Regions from separate parts of the Mus musculus genome. Here region 1 is linked to region 2. Evidence: chromatin contacts called from public promoter capture Hi-C data. All regions are on one chromosome and are shown on one strand. The core of a region is the stretch at or near the end of the contact, and the rest is flanking DNA. Distances in the headings are between cores, read along the strand shown.

Region 1 (2,700 bases), core at 171-2,670, 130 kb before region 2:
ATTCTGTACTTCTACCAATCCTCAAATGGAATTAATGAACTACAGTCAACTTATATAATTTATAATTTAAGCATGTGACCTTTTTGAAAATAGTACTTATCACACATGAAGCAAATATCATTCTAAATAAATGCAAAGGCTTAAACATTTATTGCTGTTTGGTTTTTAAATCCTCAAACAGCTATATGCATACACACACATTCAGGCACACGGAGTATGGTGTGTGAATAGTAACTACTTAAAGTACCTTCACTATGAAAACAAACTCATTCTATTTCATAGAAAATATGAACTGACATTCACTAATTCTGAGCTTTTAAATAATAAACACTATTATATAAAATGAGTTTACAGTTTATCTTCTTCTCAGGGGTTTTCTTAATGTATGGTGTTTTCCTTTGCTAACACAATGTTTCACTAATGCTAGTGTTGGAAGAATGATAGTGTAACTGTTAGTTCTTCATTACTTAATAAGAAAGCAAAACAAAATAGTTTTGTTCAAACCCTGGACCTGAGGTTCCATAGTGTTTGTACAGATGGCTCACGCCTTGTCAAAGCTGCCATTACCACCGTCTGCACACTAGGCTGGTCCCTTTGCCATTTTCTTTTCCGGTTCTTGACCTGATCTAGTTGTGGTTTCCTCTCCTGATAAGATAGGATCAATGCATTCCTTCTTCCTGTGACCAAGCCACCAAGCAGAGCTCTCTGCCGCTTTCAGTTTCTTAAAAAGAATCCAGCCACATGGATTCAGTAACCATGACTCAAACTATTGACTAATATTTTAGGATAGCTCTCAACTTGGAATATAGAAACAAAGTTCAGAAACAATTTGTGGATTGTTGGGTCAGCCTTGAAAAATGTTACTCCTTAAAATAGTGCTTTATCAATTTTGAGGGTGTGGATATTGACAGCACATCCAATATCCAAACCCAACATGAAACTTGAGAGTTTCTCCTAGCTTCAAAACCAACACGACCATACAGACACACAGACACACACACACACACACACAGAGACACACACACACACTCACACACACCCCTAGAGGGTGTACTAGCCCTGCTTTCTCCATCTTTCCTCAGCCACTAATTGCATGCTGTTGTGAGCCACTGGAAAATGTTTGTGGAATATCAACCATCGTGGTGAGTTTTTTTTTTTTTATTATGAAAGAGAAATTCACAGAACTTAACTTCATCCTCTGGAGCCCACACTGTAACTGGATCTAAGAATGTGCAGATCGACAGTCTTGCCTGTGAACAAATAAGCAAAAAGAATACTAGGTGTGCAGCTGTGCCTGTGACCTCAGGTTTCAAAGTCTAAGCTTGGACTTCGGAAATTTCTCCAACCCCAACTACTGCAGGGTAGCTCTCTGGACAGAACCACCGTTACCGCAGCAACCGCGCTGCACGCTGTTGCCATAGAGACCCAAGGCGCCTCAGAAAGCTAGAGGCTCCACGGCCGCCAGGGATGCTTCGCGGAGGCTGTAAAGCCTCAGAAAAGCGAAGACACTTAAGCGAGAGCCTCAGCTGGCAGCAAGACCAGGCGCTGAGTAGCAGCATCTATCTCCTGCGACAGATCGGCCCCACAGGCTTCCTACTGAAGGAGGAGGAGCCAGAAAAGGGGGATTTCCGAGTAACTACCGCACCACCAAGCTCCCTTGGGGATTGGGGGATGGGCAGTAGGAGAAGGGCGGGAGGGGGCGGAGTAGGGGAGGTGTCCCAAGCCAACTTCCCAGTTTCTGCAGAAATGGTGGCACACGCCTTTACTCCCAGCACTTAGGAGGCAGAGGCAGGCGAATTTCTGAGTTCGAGGCCAGCCTGGTCTACAGAGTGAGTTCCAGGACAGCCAGGGCTACACAGAGAAACCCTGTCTCTGAAGAGACAGAGAGAGAGAGAGAGAGAGAGAGAGAGAGAGAGAGAGAGAGAGAGAGAGAGAGATCATTCCCATGAGTACTCCCCAGAATTTAAAAATGTGCACCTTACAAAAGTAAATACTGTTTGCCAGAAAATGCTCTTCCTTGATAGTTAGGAATTCAAATTGCGTACGATTCTTGTAAAATGATGGTGTGTATTCCTGGATGCCTTGTTGGTGTTCCCCAGCCCTGTAAATTAAATGAGAATCCTACTATCTTCTAAATATTTGCTCATTAAAATCAGTTTCTCTATGATAGTTTCTATGATCATTTTCTTTTTGCTCAGTTTTAAAACTGTAACAGCTCATTAAAGGGTAGCTTAAATGTTCATACTTTGAAAGCATGTGCATGAGGAAGAGTTCCATTTCGTCTTGTTAAAAGAGAAGAGATGTTTCATATTTACATGTCCTGCTCTTATCTGTCAAAAATGAGCCACTGAACACTTCCCTGTCGTTTTAGAAACTTTAAATCTATTGCCTCATAGTTAGGAGTACTGGATACAGTTTATCACTCTGTGCTTTGTTCAAAGCATGCTTCTTTGATTTGCTTATTTATTGAGTGTAGTTGTTTTAGCCTATACAGTCTTAAATAAAACTAATCTTCTACCAAAAGTAAAGTTCGAATGCAAACGTCAATCAACCAAAAATATCAATCAATAAATAATCAAAGTGAGCAAGCCTTTTTACAAAACTCATATAACTCTATACTTTTAAAAAAAAAGTAATGGTTTGGAAGGAGAGCTTTTAATTTTAGATTTAATTTCATCTAAGCATGGATGACTTTTAGAA
Region 2 (2,700 bases), core at 56-2,555:
AAAGGTAACTAAGTGGATTGTGGGCTGGGTAAAAGCTATTTAAACGGATAACCCAGCTCTTTGCTCTTCGGAGAGCTTTACCTGAGGGAGAGGGAAACAGAAAATAGAGGACTGTGATGGTCATATAAATTACACCCGTATCTCATCACCCTTTACCGAATGAGTCAAGAGATGGCTCATTTAAGTTCCACTACAAGGAGATTCCCCTCAGGGGGAGGGGCTGGTTATGCTACCCAAACACCACTCCAAGCTACCTGTCTCCCTCCCACATCCCTTCCTTCAACTACAAACTCCTGTTTCATTTTTTTTTCTTTCATCTTATTGTAGCAAATGCATTTTTTCCCTGTTTTTGCAAGCCGCCTTGGATCTTTCCTGGGGTAAGAAGAGAAATATAAAGAAATAGAGATCCCGCCCCCCCCCCCACTTCCCCGGTTCTAAATTTAAATACAGCAGGCAGGGAGAAACAGTGCAAACGCTGTGTGGGTGTACATGGCAAGACGGTTTGCTCAGTATCTAGGAGAGGATAGAGAAGAGAATGCTAAAGGGATTTGAGAGCGTGTGTGTGTGTGTGTGTGTGTGTGTATGTGTGTGTGTGTGTGTGTGTGTGTGTGTGTGTGTGTGTGTGTGTGTAGAAAGAAGAGGGAAAATAAGATTAGTGGAATAGTGGAAACAGGCACCCATCTTGACCATCCTTACCGTCCACCCCCACCCCACCCCCAGCCCCCGACCCTTCTGAAGCCCACTGCAGTGCTCTGCGGGAAAGATTTCCCACCCGAGCAAAGAGCTAAAGGCCGAACGGGCAACCTGGGAAGACGCGAAGGAATTGAGACCAGCAAAGATAGGCTAAGCGGAGACGAGAAAGGAGCTAAGAATCCCGGGAAGCCTGATGCGATCGCTGGCACAGAAGAAGTAAAGCAGGGCTGGGCTACCGAGACGTACCTGGAGCCACCAAAGTAGAGGATGCCCCAGGCACCTCCGGCCTCCCCTCCTCTGCCTCCTCCCGCTGCTTTTGCTCTTGCAGCTGCTGCTGCTGCTGCTGCTGGATGAGGCTGAGGTCGGAGCGACTGAGTTCGGCTCTAGCGGCCGCGGGGACCAGCCGCGCCTTCAGCAGCACAGCGGCCAGGCCGAGGAGCAGGGCGCAGGGGACGCGACGGCAGAGCCTCGCCATGGCGAAGAGCCAGGGAGCCACGGAGGCATATTGCGGGGCTGCGGGAGGCGGCGGGCGCCAGGGCTGCGGAACCCGGCCGCGCCCGCTCGCTCGCTCCCCCTCGCGCCGTCTGCGGTGCACAGCCTCGGCAGGAGGAGGAGGAGCGGGCCGGCAAGAGGATGGCGAGCCCGCTTTCGCATCCTCGCGCACGTGACCGCCGGGAGGGGCGAGCGGGGGCCTGGGCCCTGTGGCTACCCAGCAAGTGCTCTGCAAGGTGATGCTGGTGCCCAGGCGTTTAGCTAGGCGGAGATTAACAGGAAAGAGTTTCTGGCCCTTAATCTTTACCGAGGCAGCAGGAAAATGTAGAGTGGAATAAAATTCCTTCCACTAGACACCGAGGTAGAAAAAGGTGGCACATTAATTTCCTTCTAAAGCAATCAGACAACTGTGGTTCAAAAGCCAGGTTCCTTTAACGGAATAGTCTCTGCTGTCCCTTGGCCCACTTACAAGATAAACTGATATTCTCCAGGCTTTTTTTTTTTTTTTTTCTGCTTAAATGAGAATTTCTTTCTTCATCATAAATTATTCCTAATTACACCTTTTCTATTTGTAACCTATACTTTCCATGTGTTTGGAGGGTTTTTTAATTTGTTTTGTTTTTTAATGTCTTGCTAGATATGGTGGCTCACACCTTTAATTTTTAGCACTCAGGAGGTAGAGGCAGGCAAGTATTAGTAATTTGAGACCAACTTTGTTCTACATAGGGAGTTCTAGGACAGCCAGGGACTATAGAGAAAGACCCTGTCTCAAGACAAACAAACAATCAAACAAACAAATAAAAGTCTTATTTAACAAATAATAAACTAGGAGTTCTCTGTGCGTTTTAATCAGGAGCTTAGAATAAGTAAAATAGAATCCCTTCGTTCCAAATACTTACTGCCTGTTAGGGCAAGGCAATAAATATATAAGCAAAATATAGTCCACAGTGGTGGTTGCAACTGAAGAAGCAGTACAGGCATTTAGAGCTTACACAGAGTTGAAAGAAATTAAGTAAAGTCTGTGAAAGACACCGGGGAAGGTAGTCTGCACAAAATAAAAATTCACACAGAAATAGTAGATACCAAGTCGTCGAAAAACTGGAAGTGCGTTTGTGTGTGTGTGTGTGTGTGTGTGTGTGTGTGTGTGAGAGAGAGAGAGAGAGAGAGAGAGAGAGAGAGAGAGAGAGAGGCATAAAAGCATAATGTATTGGGAAAGTTTAAGCTGGGAAAGCAGTTACCAGAGGACTTATCCTTTTCTACAGTGAGTGCAGACTATTAAACTGTTTAAAAATAACTAGCAGACACTTGTGCTTACTGTGTGAGGCACTGTTCTGGCATCTCACAGATGGCAAATGCAGCAACCTTGGATGCTATATAAGCAAGCAGAAATCTACACTAAAGACCATTCTGGAGGTTGATTGGGAGAGAGATACCTACCAACCATGCTTTTAATTTTCTTTTTTGAGGGTCACTTTGCTATCAGCATGAAAGACAGATTGGAGAAGGGAAGGCAGG

What was found. Promoter capture Hi-C pulls out the DNA fragments that hold promoters and counts their contacts.
Region 1: a promoter capture Hi-C map of liver shows a contact between it and region 2. The contact joins the promoter of Zswim2 here to the promoter of Fam171b in region 2. A contact is called at or near these places in 3 of 39 promoter capture datasets (hippocampal neurons and liver) and 2 of 115 datasets of contacts at active chromatin or transcription factors (memory CD8 T cells and neural progenitor cells).

Annotation. Positions count from the first base shown.
Region 1 is chr2:83,939,946-83,942,645 of GRCm38.p6, reverse strand. It overlaps Zswim2 (zinc finger SWIM-type containing 2), which reads left to right and starts at 1,420. Exons shown (of 9, transcript NM_027964.2): 1 at 1,420-1,632. The coding sequence starts at 1,468.
Region 2 is chr2:83,811,217-83,813,916 of GRCm38.p6, reverse strand. Fam171b (family with sequence similarity 171, member B) reads right to left here and starts at 1,305. Exons shown (of 8, transcript NM_175514.3): 1 at 940-1,305. The coding sequence starts at 1,168.